2 separate regions of the Mus musculus genome follow, and region 1 is linked to region 2. Evidence: chromatin contacts called from public Hi-C data. All regions are on one chromosome and are shown on one strand. Each heading gives the region's core, a stretch centred on a gene start, on an enhancer-like site or on the middle of the called end of the contact. The rest is flanking DNA. Distances are from core to core; before and after follow the strand shown. Region 1 holds the start of A730020M07Rik (RIKEN cDNA A730020M07 gene). Region 2 holds the start of Cnn3 (calponin 3, acidic).

Evidence for each region. A called contact is a pair of places that touch in the nucleus more often than the background predicts.
Region 1: a Hi-C map of Sertoli cells shows a contact between it and region 2, with 4 times the contacts expected there. The contact joins the promoter of A730020M07Rik here to the promoter of Cnn3 in region 2. A contact is called at or near these places in 1 of 39 promoter capture datasets (the 3T3-L1 cell line), 2 of 484 Hi-C or Micro-C datasets (the HL-1 cell line and Sertoli cells) and 1 of 115 datasets of contacts at active chromatin or transcription factors (pancreatic cancer cells).

Annotation. Positions count from the first base shown.
Region 1 is chr3:121,644,617-121,647,843 of GRCm38.p6, reverse strand. A730020M07Rik (RIKEN cDNA A730020M07 gene) reads left to right here and starts at 1,391. Exons shown (of 3, transcript NR_036458.1): 1 at 1,391-1,462.
Region 2 is chr3:121,425,143-121,428,438 of GRCm38.p6, reverse strand. Cnn3 (calponin 3, acidic) reads right to left here and starts at 1,898. Exons shown (of 7, transcript NM_028044.2): 1 at 1,611-1,898. The coding sequence starts at 1,667.

The DNA.
Region 1 (3,227 bases), core at 142-2,641, 220 kb before region 2:
TGGAAGACTGGAAATCCTAGGACAAGCAGTTCTATGTGTTTGCCTCTGGGGAGGGCCTTCTGGCTAAGTCATTCAGTGATAAGTGACACCTCTGGTTAGAAGAGTGTGTGGGAGCAGCAGTAGTAGTGTGTGCAGAGAGGATCAAGCCATGAGAGAAGCCGTGAGAGCTCACATGGGGTTCACACTCGCCTCTGCACAGCAAGTCACTCTTGTTGAAGATTCTCTGCTTCCTCTAGTTCTAATCCTCTACGCCCCACTTCCTGAATACCTACCACTTTTCAGTATGGTTGCACTGGATGGGAGGTTTTGGGAGACACTATCCCATCCAAAGCCAGGATTCATCGCTGTGCCCCCAGGCCTGTTGTCTTTATTTGCTTTGCAACAATTAATAATAAATGTCAAAGAAAGGCAAGCAGTCTGTTTAAGTACCCTTCTCATCTCTGTGGCAAAACACTGCCTGAAACATCTTAAAGGAGTCAGGCTTTATTTTCCATCACATTCACAGAAGGTTCTCATGAGTGGTGCTTCTAGACAGTAGGGAGGCAAAGCATCCTGGCAGTGTGAACAACTGGCATGGTCTGTTCCCTTTAAGATACAGAGGATGTGGCCAGAAACTAGGCACAGCCCTCAACCCTTAAAGATGTTAGGGCTCCAGCTCTTCCTACCAGGCCAACTTTTATGGCCACAAGCTGGTGAAAGGGCCTTTGTAGCTGATCTTCCACTATTGGATGAGTGGTGGGGGACTCTCTGGTGTGTCTTCTGGGAGTCCCCAGGATCAGACAAAATCCCCACCTCTGTCACAAGGTCTGTAAACATCCTCATACTTGGATAGCAAAGCGCTGGCATGGTTAGCCTGCTTAATCACTACCCCACCCCTCCGAGGAGAAGGATGATTTCAGCCACTTGAGGAGGGAGAAACAGCCGTGACCTTCCTGCAAGGCTGATGATAACTCACTCCTTATAAGGAGAGGACAAACAAGGGCCCACGCTCAGGGCTCAGGAATGCACCTCTGTGTGTGTTCTTCCCAACTGCGCCCAGTAATTGGACTTTACACCTGAGGGCAGTCTTTTCTGTGGGCAGGAGGATGGGGGACATCCTCCCTTCCCACTGAGGAAGGCAGTAGTGATTACAGGGGGTAATCACAGCCATAAAGAGCCTGAATCAGCACCCCAGTTACACTGAACTTGATGGGAGGACTAAGAAACAAGCTCCCTGTTCACTGTAACGCCGACTTCACAATGATTTACTTATTATTTGACCAAAACAAAGTCAACATACACAGGACCAAAGTCAAACTGAGTTATTAACCACCAGTGACTTTAGCTATTATTCATACGTATGCTCCAGCAGGCATGCACTTAGGGCCAGTTAATATTTCTACTAACTCAGTAACTAAACCATTACGAGAGGCAAGTATTGAAGCTCAGGAAAAAAGGCCATTTTCCTGAGTTCTCTCAGCTGGTAAGTAAGAAACAGCTATGAATCCAACTCTCTCTGACTCCATAACCATCAGAAGCCCCCCAGAGGAGCTACAAACCCCCTAAAGCTCCCAGGAGACCAGGGGCCCCTGGGCTGTGCAGTATGAAGGTTGAGTTTAGCCTCTCCAGTGTGCTTCATGAGGAATTCCCAGAACTTAGGGACCAAATGGTGGGGTGTGTGTGTGTGTGTGTGTGTGTGTGTGTGTGTGTGTGAAGTTTACTTGCAGATATGTGCATATGCATGTATAGGCTGGAGGACAACATTGCCTGTTGTTTCTCAAGACTCACCCACATGTCCCTCAGTGGTGAGTAGGATAGGCTGGCTGGACAAGGAGCCCGGGTGTCTTGCCTGCCGCTGCCTCCCAGAACTGGGATCACAAACGCACAATGCCTCTTTTGGCTTTCATTTTTTTCAAAAGCAGGTTTTGGAAAGTGTCAGGGAATGCTTCTTTACCGCCTTAGCTATGACCCAGCCCTGTATTCCCTGCTAAACTGCCCTCCCTCTAATCACTCTGAAAAATACAGAACCAGAAAGCCAATCGCTGTAGGTTTCTTCTTCACTCAACACTGCAGAGCCCAGCTGCGGGGCCGTCCGAGGTCTTTATGTGAAATGCATCATGTCTCAGCCTCCTTGCGGAGTTGGCCTGCCAGCCTGTCCTCTGGCTGTTCTCACAAGCCACCCATGTTGCACCCTTTGGCTGCCCTCTCCCTATATTCAGTGCATAGTTGTCCAGAAAGTCTGCCCTGCCGTGACCCCCATTCTCTATTCATTGTGAACTTATTGCATATGCGAGACACAGTGCTGAGCTCCTGGGGTCAAGATCTCTGCCCTCTTGGGCAGATGCTCAGGACTGGAGAGAAAATAGCTACTGGTTTATACAATCAATCACTTTGCTGTGATTATATAAGCCCTTTAGAAATTTCAAAATTGCTAAGAGTGTGTCTGATGGAAACAGGGATGCGGGGCCTGCTCAAGGCTAGGATTGAGGAGATGTCTTCTTGGGGAAGAAGAGAAGATAGCCAAGGCTGAGAGAGGGGGAGGGAGAGGAAGGGGGAGGGGGAGGGGAGGGGGAGGGAGAGGAGAGGGAGAGGGAGAGGGAGAGGGAGGTGGCAGAACAAAGTCAAGAGGTCATCAGGAAGGGCCTCTGTGGAGCCACCTTCAGAATTCTACAAACGAGGAGCTTACACTGAAGGGTTTAAGTGGTGAATTGTACAAGTGCAGAAACAGAAGCAATGAATGATGCATGTGCCAATGGATTCTAAATGGTGCTGAGAATTAGCGAGGAGCTACCTATGGGGGCCTTTGGTCTCTCTCTGAAATAAGCTAAGTTGGCAGTAACTGGAAGGTGGGATTTGGGGAGACTCTCATATACGCTGGACTTGAATTCAGTATGGAGCCTAGAATGACCTTGAAGTTCTCAAATTCTCAAATTCCCCTGCCTCAATTTCTGAGGTGCTGAGATGACATACATGAGTCACCAGGCCCATTTATGGGGTGCTGGGGCTCAAACCCCAGCACCGTGTGCACTCCAGGTAAACACTCTACCAACTGAACTGCATTTCTAGGCCCAAAGATCAACTATTAAAAAGGCTACAGGAAGGTTTGTTTTTGAAGATTGGTCTGGTAATTCTGCCTGTCACCGCTACTAGAAGTCTGAAGCTAGAATTCTGGCATTGTTACTCCACACGAGTAGCCCACTCAGGCCTGCTCAGAGAGGAAGATCTGGATACCCTGTTAGGGCCAGCTG
Region 2 (3,296 bases), core at 649-3,148:
ACCAAGAACCAGGAAAAGTCAAGTCACTTGTAGGGCTGCCAAAGTCACCAGTCCCTCATTTACAATGCAAAGGTAAAGAGACTCAGTGGGCGCCAGAATCCCAGAGGGAATTGCAAATCATGCGCCCAGCGGCACCGGGCACAAACCACCCAGTTCTCACACGCCAACGCCCTTAACTTCCTAAAGCTGGAGCTATAAACTTCGAAGGACCGCTATTTTGCAAGAAAGTTTTCAGTTGGTGAGTGCTGTCGTCCAAACTAACTTTTCTGCCTCTTTAGGAAAACTTTTATACAGACAAAACATTTGAAAAGGTTAAAAACCCCCAAAGATTACAATTTTTGAACACAGAATAAAATTTAGTCCCTAGCTTCAAAGACTGTTTAGAATCTTCTAGATGAACTACAAAGGGGTGCGCTAGATACATCAGGAAAGAATAAACCACTCTCGCTTGGGTCTAACAACGGTACGCTTCATTACTTCTATGAAATTCCCTTCACACCCCAGCCACCCGCAACTCCAGGGGTGTTCGTAGCCCTGATGATGCCAAACTATTCTACCGGAGGTGGGACAGCTTGGTGACAATCCTGACATGCTTCGGCTCCCGGGAAGTTAATGGGAATTAAACCACAGCAGCCCTCCTTTGTGGCGCTTTGGCCGGAACAGCAAAAGGGAGACAATGAGCGGTCTGTGCGCAGTTCCACGCCGATTGGCTGGTCACCCCCACTCCCCGAAACCCCTGATGTCATGGACTTGGAATGCAGGCAGGGAGGAAGGAAAGAGAGGATTTGGGGAGGGGGGCGCCTCTCATCTCTTTTCCAGGCCAAAAGTCTGAAAGATAAACCCTGGTGCATTCTTGAGATGAGTACACAGCAAAGCAACGCAGCCAGATTCCAATCACTCCAAAATTGCAACCCGCCACAGCAAATAAACCTCGAACAAAAGCGACCCTGCCGAGATATCGTGACAATTCAACGCGCTGCAAACTTCTCAGGATTGCATTTCTAAGTCTCTCATCTACAGCTGATCCGGCTCGCAGGCTGCGCGTTCAGGCTTTGTCTGGGCTTCCCGCACCAGCGGCGATTGCATCAAGGCACCACCGACGGGCTCCCTTTCCGCCCGCGGGTCCCAGGGGTCGGCGGGACACTCTCCCATGGAGGAGGAGGAGGAAAGGAACAATGAGGGGCCCGGGTTGGCCACGTAACCGCCCAACTTCGCTTGTGGGAGGAGGGGGCCAGGATGGAATGGGAGGAGACGCAGGGTCCCGCGGCAGCCCCAGCCCAGGCGGATGGCGGGGGCGGCAACTCCCGGAGACCCAGCCGTAAGGCAGGGCCCCGCCTAAGGGCCACAGGCCACTCAGGAGCGCCCCCTTCCCGGAGGGGCGCACCCTACAGCCTTGGAGCGGGCCCTGCGGCGCTGCGGGACTCCAGGCGTCCGGGAACCCCCACCGCCCGCCGGGGCCGCGGCGCGGGAACAAAGCCAGCACCAACGCGTGCGAGCCAGGCTCCGCGAGCCGAGGAGCATCTCTCTCTCCCGCAGCCTCGACGTCTCTCCGCGGCGGCTCCCAGCGCCCCCACCGCCGCGGCAAACCCCCAGCCCGCCCGCGCGCGTACCTTGTTCTTAACTTCGGCGGAGAGCCCGTAGGAAGGGCCCTTGTTGAAGTGGGTCATGGCTGTTTGGACGACTGGAAGAGTTCTAGCGGTCAGTCACCCTCGGTGTCCCTGCTCTTAGCCCCAGCGGCGGCCGCGCGGGTGATGCACGAGCTCGCTCCCCTGCGCGGCGCCGGAGAAGCCCGAACGCCGCAGACGGACGCGGATGATGCTTCGAGGTTCGCTAGGACTCGAGTCCCGCGGAGGCTCCGGGTCGCTCTGGACTGGGACCGGCTGCCCTGCTCGCTGCCCGCTCCGCGGCTCCGCACGCTCTGCCCCCAGCCTGGTCTCCCCCCACCCACCCCCGGGCCTCCAGGGATTGGCCGGCGAGCCCGACCAATGAGCGCCGCCTCCTCCCCCCTCGCCTGCTCCAAGGCTTCCCGGCCAATGGCAGCGCGGCGGGCGCGGCGCTCCCTCCCGCGGGGTCCCAGCCCCCGGCCCCGCCCTCACGCCACCTAGGACCTCGGCGCCCCTCCTCCCCGCTGGTCAGCGGGCTGCGACCGCCCCGCCCCGGCGCCTAGGGGCTTCTCAGCCGCCTTGGTTCTCATCAACTCCCAGGCATCTGTGGCGCTCCGACGGTGGAGGGGGACAGGAAGCTCCCCGAGCTGGCCCGCCGCTGACCGGCCACTCCATCCGTCTCCTCCCGGGCTACAGCGCGCCCAGATGTTGCGCTGGAAACCCGGGGAGCAGCCTTCGAATCCACGTGCCAGGCCGGGGGCGGGGGGGGGAGGCCTGCGTGGACATCTGCCAAGTCTCCCTCCCCACGCAGCTGCCGCACCTGTGGGGCTGACCTCTGCCTCGGTCAACGCTCTTTGCCAAAGTCCTGCTCATCCTGTCTAAACTTTGAATGCAGAGCGAAAGAAATTGGGAAAGTGTTGTGGCACAGCCAGGTTTTGGGGGGAGGGGGTACAGCTTTTTGGGTCCTTTTCTGGAGTCCCACCAGTTGCCCTTGGCAAGCACCTTCACCGGGGGTTCAGCCAGCCCAAAAGGCTAGGTAGTTTATTTGTTTTTAATTAGAGGACTGCCTTGACTGAGAAGTCTACCTGCTTTGGTTTGTTTTTTAATCTCTTTGAATCAGCACTCTGTATTCTTTTCCGTCCCCTTTCCTTTCTTCTGATCTCAAAGGCAAACTGATAGAGGAAAGGTGAGAACAGAGAGCACGCTGTCCCCTGCCTGTGTTCCTGGCACTACACTGGGCTATATGTCTTTGAAAGATTAGCTCATTCACTTTCCCAAAACTTACTCGGTAGACTTCAGATCCGTTTTAGTGGCTTGAAGGCTGCAACTCAGAGATTCCTAATAATGACAGCTATCACTGCCTCCAGAGTGTCACCGCTTGCCTTGGTGTCTTGGGGCACATCTAGGACAGGTTTTAGTCCTCTGGGTGTCAGTATGTTGGTTTATGTTTCCCAAATACAGCTGACATTCCAGAAGAGACTACAGGACCAGGGTCAGCCACTTGCATGGAAAAGAGAAGCCCAAATAGCCCAAGTTGAACCTTTCTGGGATAGAAATAAGGGAGTGTGGCATAGTGTCTCAAGCACTCTATCCCAGCACAAAGAGGATTGCTGTGTTGGGATAGAACCAGAGGTCTGCCTAAGCTACAGAGAAAAGAAAAAGGCACAGAATTTCTGTCAGCTGAAAGAATTT